Regions from separate parts of the Mus musculus genome. Here all the other regions are linked to region 3. A link is a contact called in public Hi-C data. All regions are on one chromosome and are shown on one strand. Each heading gives the region's core, a stretch centred on a gene start, on an enhancer-like site or on the middle of the called end of the contact. The rest is flanking DNA. Distances are from core to core; before and after follow the strand shown. Region 1 has its middle 77 kb from the start of Gm30365. Region 2 has its middle 94 kb from the start of Gm30365. Region 3 overlaps Tsc22d1 (TSC22 domain family, member 1).

Region 1 (3,203 bases), core at 632-3,131, 430 kb before region 3:
CATCAGAGCCCCTAAAAAAAGATTTTTTGTGAAGAAATATCAACCCATAGATCACAAATCAATATACATGCTACACACATATATGTGGACCTTTACAATGAGCACAAGCACTGAGAGCATGCTTTAGTCATGTCGATACACAAAAGGCTAGCCACGCCCGAGAGCAGTACAGAGCCTTTGTGAGGATCTCTGTGTGATCCAGCAGTCTCAGAGAAGGAATCCCTCAAGCTTTCTTCCCATTCAAAGCTCCTCTTTTCTCTTTTCTTCCCACTTCTCTCTATTAGAACCTCAGGACTATCCTTTACCTAAAACCCAGTGTTATGAAGACCTGTGGTCTCCTTTGATATGTTTGCCCAGTGACTGACCCATTCAAGTGAGCATGATATGGATGATCCACGCAAGGGAGTTCATATGAGAGGGCTGGAGATACTTTCACCCCATCTGCTCTCACCAGCTCTCCTATGAGTACCCTGTGCAACCATGCTGTTCCGATGCAGGTTTTGCAGCTGGCCCAATATCAGAGCTTGAGCTTTGTTCAACAGTGAGCGAAGCTTTTCCCTAGGGTCATCTTCCTCCCCAAAGGAAGAGGAGTGGACATGCGTAGAAAGAGGAATGGAAAAATCTTTACGTTCTCTAAGGTGGATGGTGCCTGTGGGAGGGAGAAATGGAGCTCTCTCGTCAGAAGAAACGGCCATGCTTGTTTCTGAATAAGTATATTACAGGTTAAAAGACAGCTTTTAGGTGGAGAGATAGGGGTGGGGGTGGGGGAGACAGAGGAGATAACCTATGTCTTGTTACTGCTAAAAAAAAACCCACAGTAAATGATAGTGTGCATGCATGTACACACACATGTGTATGTGTGTGTGAGAGAGACACACAGAGAGGGAGAGAGAATCTGAAGTAGCAGAAATTTACAAGGATTGTATGGATCTAGAAGATACATAACATTTGCACAAGTAGGGGTGTAGGCGGGTAGTGCCGAATAAATCGCTTTTAGGGGGTTCACTCATTACTCAAATTCTTTTCTGGGTGAATCTGTGATAAGAGGGCTGAGTTATGACCCCAGGCAAGAGCTGCAAACTCATCAAAGTGATGAGCAAATGCCAGGGAAGACCTGGCAAGGGGCACAAGAACTTCCTGGCACCAAAAGAAGGGCTTATCACCCAGATTCTAGCCTGCTGGAACCTGTTTTAACAAAACCTTATTTACATTATCTAGTATTCTATACTTGGGGGTTTCTCTTTGCCACAAGTTTCTAAGGGGTTTTAGTATCAGGCAAAAATAAGTCATGTGTTTTGCAGATTCGCTTTTGAAAATATAGTTTAGTTACACTAGTATGAAGATGGAATAAAGCTCTCTACGTGTGGCTTTGCAAACTGTAGTTAAACTTACAGTCCTGTTTAGTGATAGAGGTACAACACAGATGCTAGAGAGATAGGAAGGGTGATGGTAAGAGCCGATTTTAAATACCAGCAGCTATTATAATACATAATGAGACTGGTTTGGTTGGTTCCTGGAGAAGGAAGCTGGTGACAATTCTTCTTCAGTATTATTTAAGTGAAAGAGCATCTTATTCAGGACCATGGGGGATGCATTTTAAAGTGTCAGGCCCGTGATCTAACAGTCGCCAAGACATGAGCCTCCACTAGGAAGCAGAAAACTCTCCAGGGGTTAAGGATGGTACTGGGAGAGCTGTTGCATTACCTACCGGGTATGAGGTTAGTAAGACACCAGCTAACAAGTAGTGATGAGAAAGTGGAGGCTTGGGAAAACTTTGGGGACTTGGCTGTACAGCAGAACCCAAGGGGATGGGTGTGTGGTGGTGAGGAGGCAGGGCAGGATGAGGAAGCAGGACCTGAAGACAACTCAGAAGAGACTGGGCAGGGCTAAGCCTGCTGGAGAGGAAACAAAGGAAGTGAGGCCATTCAGCTCAGAGCATAATGACAGAAGTCACAGGACAGTGTAGTAAACCTAGGGACCTAGCTTCCTGATCCCTCCAACCCTCCACCCAACTGTCTCTGAGGTGCCGGGCTCCTAGGCTGCGAAGAGACAGGCTGCCCTTTGGGTCTCAGAGCCAGCTGTCCCTTTACCTAGTACACCCTAGTACAGTCGTGTGCTAGGGCTCCTCTGACCTCCTCCAAGCTTCCACTTAGTTGTTCCGTTCTCAGTGAAGTCTACCTGAGCTCCCTTCCAACACCAAGGCAGCCTACGACTTCACACCTCTTCCTACTCTTTTCCATTTTTATCCTGGACCTTTAGTGATAGCGCCCATATCAACACTAGACAATTTCTTAATTTGCATCCAGTTAGTTAGCAACTTGCTTGTTAGTGCTTTGCATACTGTATTATATATACTGTTTGATGTCTGCCTCCAGGTTTCAGTATTGTATGCCCTCGATGAGGCCAAACATATTTGTTTTATGAACCTTCCTGCTCTACCTGAAACAGCCATTAGTGGAGATGAGCAATGCTGGTCAGTCCTGAGAAGGCAAAAAAAAAGTAGGAAAGTAGGGCCCAAGGAAGATGGCCAGCCTGATGCTGCCTGGAGACCCTCTGAAGGCAGTTACAGAGTGAAGAGACAGCAACAATTGGGAAAAGATTCTAGAGGAAGCATAAAAATAGCATGAATTGTCTTGCCTACAGCAGAGAACAAACCCCATGTTGTCACATCACCTTTAAAAGTCTAGACCTGGAAGTAAAGGCGCCATGTGTTTACTATGCTGCTGTCAGAAGACAATGTTCGGGTGAAACCCTCACAGGCTACACAGAGATGCAACTTAAAGAGCAGGATGTGACCTGCAGTGAATCCAAATTCACACAATGACACATTGCTCCAAAAGAAGAGACACAATGTTTGCTACACTCTGTTTTAAGGGGATATTATTTCTTTTGCAAAAATCCAAGTCCGTAAGTTGTAAAAGTCAAGGGTGATGGGTGCCAGATGGAGATAAGAGAAGAGGGGAAGTGGGAAACTGAGTTAAAGCAAAGGCACAGGAAGAAGACAGCAGGAGGAAGATAGGCCCTTGCTGTGGGGAGGCCACAGGTTGGGCCTGACCCAGAGAAAACACCACAGTCCCAGTGGGGGAGGAAAGGGCAAAGGGAGGAGGCTGTGTGGAAGCTAAGACAGCCACAGACCCACAACAAGCTCTATTTAGAAAGGTCTGCCGGAAGGACACTTGCTGGACGAGGGAACAGCTGGAACC
Region 2 (3,237 bases), core at 560-3,059, 450 kb before region 3:
AAGAGGTAGAAGAATTGCATAGCATCTAAGAAGGCAACCCCAGCTACCCACAAGCCAACATGCCGTAATAATAAAACTAACAATTTCCTGCGAAGTGTAAAACTGGAAAGTACTCTTGGGGTTAATGAAAAATTTAATTAATTAATTGGTGTTACTCTGGTTCTTGTCAGGGTGAAAATGACCCAGGAGAACACACACATGAATTTACTGTTAATAAATTCAAACCAGCATTTTTATGGCCTAAGAAATAAGTGCGGATATCTGAGATGAAGCTCTCTGGCAAAGCCCCGAAACAACACAGACAACTTGTCATGAGAGAAGGATGCTCAGTGGAGCAGATCCCGGGAAAGAACGCTTCCTGGGATGCCACTGCGGCTTTCTGCTCCAGTGGCTCAGAACTCCTTGTGCAGCAGGATAGTGGTGTCACAGGTAGCAAATCTGAAGAAATTCTAGTTCCGTTTAGACCTCAACTGACCTCATTCACACCATGATCTTTAGAGCTTGCTGGGTAATGTGAATATAATGGTAACTGTTTTCATCTACCTGAGGATGTGGGCTGGCCCTGGTTTTAGAACTGCTGGCACCTTCAGAGGCAGGCATTGCAGTCGTACAGTAGCACATAGCTCCTTGTCATCCCAACCTTTGAATGTCACATGTGGACTTTTTTTGACCTGCTGTTTTTGCTGACAGAGCTACCTGTAGGTATCTTCCACATCTGAGGTGGCTTCTTGCTCAGTAACAACTTCTACAATGTCACTTTTCTGGCTCTTTCCTCCTGTGAGAAGTATAGCACCTATCAATACACTGGTCTTTAGAGATTTGGTGATGTAGAAATTCTATCTATTGTTAACAATCAAACCAAAGGGGCTGACTAAGGGTCTGTAATATACAACTCTGGAGGCAATGGAATCAGATCTTGCAAGGATAAACTTGCTCTTCAGCTTTCTGGAGAACCTTTGAGTAAAGCTCATACTTAGGACTTACTATGCCTTCTTCAGTCAAGCAAACAGTTGCATGCTCACGGGTCCTCTTGGTGGGCTTATGCCACTCTGAGGAGCTTTTTCCTTGGTAGCTAGCATCTTCACTCCTTCAGATTTTCCCATTGAAAACATCCCCTGATGTTTCTGGCTTCCCCAAAACCTTTGCAGATCACTCCTCTCTAAATCTCTGGGTGTGTTGGAGATAGCTCAGCAAGTAAAGGCCCTTGCCACCAAGCCTGATGACTTGAGTCTGATCCCCAGGACCTACTTGGTGGAAGGAGAGAGCCCCCACTTGTACATTATCCTCTGACCTCTACACTCCAAGCCTGTGGGCATGTGGACATACGTACACACACACAGTCTTCTGACCTTCATGCTCCAGGCCTATAGACACACACACAATAAATTCACGTGGAGAAAAAAAAATCCAAATCTCTTCATATTCAGTTGGCCTAGTCTAAGCTTGTTTGAAGCCATGTTAGAACAATTGATACATTCAATTTGATTTTTTGTTTACACATTACTATGTTTTTTTGTTAAGCCATACATTCTACCCATTCCAGGTGCATAGAGAGTATAGTTTTAGATGTCACCATAAAGTTGAAAACCACAAGTTCTGCACATAGTTTATGATATTCAGGAAAGCTGATCGGTGCTCTGGGGTATGGGGGGGGGGTCATATTTAAGTTGGCTGAGAAGACAGGAGACATGATTGCTGGAGGAACGGAAGGCCACAGGGCTCCCTTTCCAAGCTGTATTCCATTGAAAGTGCCTGTTCAAAGCAAAGGAGAATCATTGTGACTCAAAGCCCTGATAATAGCATGTGACAGATATTTGACCACTTCCTGCTTTGAGCTCTCAGTCCAGCTCCTTAAGAACATATGTCAAGCAGACCTCAAAACACACTCAAAGAGGAATTTCATCTATAAACAAAGTCTTCAATGAAGTAAAATCCCATACTGAAGGCAGAAAGGCCACTCTCTTCAAGCTTTGTTGTTCCCACAGCACAGGGAACATTTTGTTCAATTCTTTGATTGAAGATGGATGGGAGGAATGAAACCCAGTTTGGTTTGGGAACTTAGCTACAGTATCATTTTGTCAAATTCTGTAATACTTTACATGTAGGATTCCATAGACCTCACCTGCTACTGGAGAACCAACGGGCATCATGGGAGAGAGTCAAACAGTCAGTCTGCATGGGCAGTGGAGAGCCTTGTGTTAGAAGCATTCAGGACTAGAGAGGGAAAGGCATGTCCTACATTCTCATGCACACGAAGGCATAACCTGACCCAGGTATATTCCAACTGTGAATGAAGAGGTGCTTATAACAGGGTTTAATTGTACTCATCTGGAATTTCGCCCCTCCTTGCAGTTGTGGGATTTAATTAATCCTCACCCAGAGGCCAGGCTCTTCAAGGCAAATGCCATAGAAGGGCAAAGAGTTACCTCAATGTGGCTTATAGCTAGATTCAGCCAGTTTCTATTTTATTACTATTCTCTATTGTTTAGAGAACCTTGCTGAACGATTGGATTGTATTTGTGCCTTGGGGCCCTTGAGAGCAATTGGAAAATACATTATAGAATAAACCACAAGATTATTAAAATGACTTCAAGCAGTAGGAATCTAATTTTTAGAGGAGCCTGTAATGTCTGTATTTATTCACATTCCATCCCTTAATTATTCATGCTCCATATTTTGAGAATAAAACGTATGTGTTCTCATCTAATTATCTCATCCCCCTCCACTGCGTAAGCCCTTCTTCATTTCTCATCTGTGAAGCAACCCTGCCCTCTGACAAGAAATTTCAGGGGGACAAGTAATATAAATGACAACACCAGAATTCCTCTCTAGTCTGCTTATCCTCCAGCATGTAGCCATTTCCCTCCTAAAATGGATACTCCCTTAGCCAAGTAGAGCATGGCAGACCTCACCGTAGTAGGAAAAGGCTTAACGCAAGGATTCCTCCTATTGCTCTTTGTTTCTCTTGGTTCGTATCCATCTCTGCCCCTTTCTTCTCTGAGGTGATGGTCATTGGGCTGTGCTACCATTTGATTCTAAAAGGACTCATGTGTTAAAGGCCTGGCTACCAGATGACAGCTTTCTGAGTTGTGATTGAAACACAAAGGTTACAACTTCTTCAATGGTTTGATTTGTTGATGGGCTATAGGGGAATGGGCTAGTTAGGAGGTAGGTCCTGGTTGGAGCTGGTCCCTCAACACTGCCTAGGACCTTAGGCAGTGACTCTAGCTGCTCACT
Region 3 (3,126 bases), core at 68-2,567:
ACACTGGGGGAAACACTCCCATGACTTGATAACTACTGCAGCCATGTGTAAAATCCACAGCAGAGCCAGTGTTGGGACATTACAGAGACCCAGAAAAGCAGAGGGCTGCCTTGAATCATCAGTACCTTAGCCACTGCTCTCTCAGCGCTCATGAAACCACAGATAGGATCTTAATCTTGGGCCAGTGAATTCTATGTATTACCTTTATTTTTTTAAAGAATTACTTATTTTATGTATGAGTACACTGTCACTGTCTTCAGACACAGCAGAAGAGGGCATCAGATCCCATTACAGATGGTTGTGAGCCACAATGTGGTTGCTGGGAATTGAACTCAGGACCTCTGGAAGAGCAGTCAGGGCTCTTAACCGCTGAGCCATCTCTCCAGCACCTATAAATTACATTAAGACTGGAAAAACATGCAAATAACTAATGGCAGGAACAACGTCAGTAGACAACTTGGCTACCGTACAGACTCACAAAACCACCACAGACCCGGAAGCAGGGAAGAGCGAAGCTTTGATGAACACTAATGTTCTGGTCCAGGAGACAGACGACTTACCCAATGCTGTGTCACCAGAACCACAAACTGCTTTGAACAGCCAAACTCAGTGTGAGCCACCCCCGTACTCCGTGTCATCTCCTCCAAACAAACTGTCTACACACGAGAGGCTCAAGGACTGCAGGAAAGACCCCTTAGCATACTTTAGATGAGACCTTACATCTACAGGACGCCTCTCCCAGCACCACGGTGTGTCACCTTGCCACAGTGGCCTGTGATAAATAAAACTCAAGACGTCACAGTGCCTTCCTCCCCTCAACCGATATGACAAAACCCCTGAGAGAAGGCAGGGCTGGCCTGCCACTGTGTGCTATTTAATTTTGCAGAAAGCAGCCATGTTCTATCACACTAGACTAGAGACCAGCACTTGGCATTATTAATAGGAAAACTAACGCAAATAAAGGAAAAAAAAAAAAAAAGCAAGATGGAATCAGGCAGCGTTTAACTGCCCAGGTGCATGCCCTTGCCAGGGCCTCTATCCCTTCCCTTCCACCCCTCACTGCTCCATCTTAGTCCTTAGTCTACGCAGTCACTGCTATCTAGAGGGTTTCCTGATAACAACCACACTACATTGTACCGTTTAAGACACCAGGAAAGCCTGGGATGAGGCTCAGAGAGCATTCCATCATAAAAGTTAAACTGTAAAGCTCTGCTATATAAAACAGTTAACATTTAACAGAAAAACTTTGATTTCTGCATAACCACGAGCTTGCTCTGCACGGAACCAAAGGGAACCTACAAACATACAAGCCTGCCACCTTGTGGAACACATGCAGAATTACAACCTCCGAGCTAAATGTACTAAAATATACTAGATATTAAAAAACAGTAATCAAGATAACATATCCATTCTAAAACATTAAATATTAGTGGAGAGGTCCACTAGCATTCATTCAACTGGTTGTTATTAATGTTTTATTTAGTGAAATCATTTGGAATCAAAACTAAAGTTTCTCTTTAGACATGAGCAGAATTGCTCCCGTAGATAGTGGAATAAACTTGGGGTCTCATCCCCTCTTAGTTACAATAGCCACCACCTATGCTTAATGAACACAACACGGCAACTCCACTGCCCACCAACAGCACCACTGGACCAATTTTACCCTATGAAGGAGAATTCCTATACAATCTTTACTATTTCATAATTAGACTGCAATGAGTCCAAACTCTCAGAAGAATCTACTCATTACTTCTTGATAACAAACTGCCACAAAAGAGCCTGGTCTAAAATAGCGAATAAAAGACAGAAAAAACCATTGACTTTTTCCGAGTACCTGCTGCAGTCATGGATTTTTCAGAAAGCAGTAGCCTTTGGGGAAACACAGCCTCCTTTGACGCTGAGGGTTAGCCGTGGCTCTTGTGAGAACATGGGCTGCCAGGTTACAGAAACTCCTTGTGAATGTGGCTCAGTGCGATCCACAGAGCTTCCGATGGCCCTGGGTCTGGTCCTTTCCGGGTTCCTATAACAGTCTGCGTGTCCACCTTGGGGAGGAAATAATCCTACGGCCTAAGGGACTGACAAACTCTTAGAACAGTGCTAATGTACTTCCTGCTTCCAAGGATTTAGTTATTAAACCTGGACAGGATGGACAAAAGCTACAGAGACAAAAATGGAGAATCTGTTCCAAACGTCTTTTTTTTCAGATAAGGATTCCATCTTTTGGCGAAGTGTTTTCCTTTGTTCTGTTTTGTTCTTCACAAACAACAAAACAAAACTTGTAGGCGAGAAGCAGGGAGATCATTACTTTTTTTTTCTGCTCTACAATTCCATCTGAAGGAAACTGGAAAACTGACTATCTCCAAATCTCCAGAGAAAGGCTTCTCTCTCCCGTTGTGAGCCAGCATTCCTCAGGATGAGTCAGCATTCCTCATGCTGAGTCAGAGTCTCCCCCCACCTTCCTGTCCGGCCCTTCAGCCCCTCAGCCCCTCAGCACCAATGGCATACAATGGTATATCTGTGTCTCTTTCCCTCTTACCCACACACACACAGCAAACATCTAAGCACCGGGTCTTAAGAACGAAAACATGAGGAGCCACAGTTACCCTCCGAGTATGGTATTAATAATTCAAAATGGTTTAAGCTCTGGTATCAAAGTTAAGAGCTAACTGTGCTATTCAACTCAATTTCTTTTCTCTCTTTCTCTTTCTCTTTCTCTTTCTCTTTCTCTCTCTCTCTCTCTCTCTCTCTCTCTCTCTCTCTCTCTCTCTCTCCCTCCCTCCCTCCCTCCCTCCCTCCCTCCCTCCCTCCCTTCCTTCCTTCCTTTCTTTCTTTCTAAAGTCTTACTCTGGGTGTGGTAGCACACACCTTTAGTCAAAGTGCTAGGGGTTTAGAGGCAGGTGGAGCTCTGTAATTTGAGGCCAGCCTGGTCTACATAGCAAGGAGAGCTAGACAGTGAGAGAGCCTGCCTTTAACAAAAAAAGGGGGGGAGGGGAGAAAGGGAGGGAGGGAGAGGAGGAGGAAAGAGGGAGGGAAGGTCTCACTGGATGGCACTTGCTGGTTGGGAACTCTATGGAGAACAAACTGTTCACATCTCCCTATCCCCCTGCCCCTGCTTCCAAGCTGCTG

What was found. A called contact is a pair of places that touch in the nucleus more often than the background predicts.
Region 1: a Hi-C map of bone marrow-derived macrophages shows a contact between it and region 3, with 18 read pairs. The contact joins two enhancer-like sites. A contact is called at or near these places in 1 of 39 promoter capture datasets (embryonic stem cells), 2 of 15 datasets of contacts at CTCF or cohesin (the NIH/3T3 cell line and large pre-B cells), 2 of 484 Hi-C or Micro-C datasets (bone marrow-derived macrophages and nephron progenitors), 6 of 115 datasets of contacts at active chromatin or transcription factors (embryonic stem cells, fibro-adipogenic progenitors, kidney and 1 more) and 2 of 9 other capture datasets (adipose tissue and embryonic stem cells).
Region 2: a Hi-C map of bone marrow-derived macrophages shows a contact between it and region 3, with 14 read pairs. The contact joins two enhancer-like sites. A contact is called at or near these places in 5 of 484 Hi-C or Micro-C datasets (Sertoli cells, bone marrow-derived macrophages, epidermal suprabasal cells and 2 more), 4 of 115 datasets of contacts at active chromatin or transcription factors (bone marrow-derived macrophages, embryonic stem cells and kidney) and 3 of 9 other capture datasets (embryonic stem cells, liver and pancreatic islet).

What each region holds. Positions count from the first base shown.
Region 1 is chr14:76,912,734-76,915,936 of GRCm38.p6, reverse strand. No RefSeq gene overlaps it. Among named protein-coding and RNA genes, the nearest start is that of Gm30365, 77 kb to the right of the region's middle. Within about 2 kb of position 1,881, at least 29 of the 459 cell types and tissues checked have an H3K27ac peak or open chromatin away from gene starts, as enhancers often do. A contact at or near this core is called in bone marrow-derived macrophages, where this site is marked.
Region 2 is chr14:76,930,238-76,933,474 of GRCm38.p6, reverse strand. No RefSeq gene overlaps it. Among named protein-coding and RNA genes, the nearest start is that of Gm30365, 94 kb to the right of the region's middle. Within about 2 kb of position 1,809, at least 12 of the 459 cell types and tissues checked have an H3K27ac peak or open chromatin away from gene starts, as enhancers often do. A contact at or near this core is called in bone marrow-derived macrophages, where this site is marked.
Region 3 is chr14:76,478,137-76,481,262 of GRCm38.p6, reverse strand. The region is part of intron 1 of Tsc22d1 (TSC22 domain family, member 1); the gene reads right to left. Among named protein-coding and RNA genes, the nearest start is that of 4930444M15Rik, 41 kb to the left of the region's middle. Within about 2 kb of position 1,317, at least 105 of the 459 cell types and tissues checked have an H3K27ac peak or open chromatin away from gene starts, as enhancers often do. A contact at or near this core is called in bone marrow-derived macrophages, where this site is marked.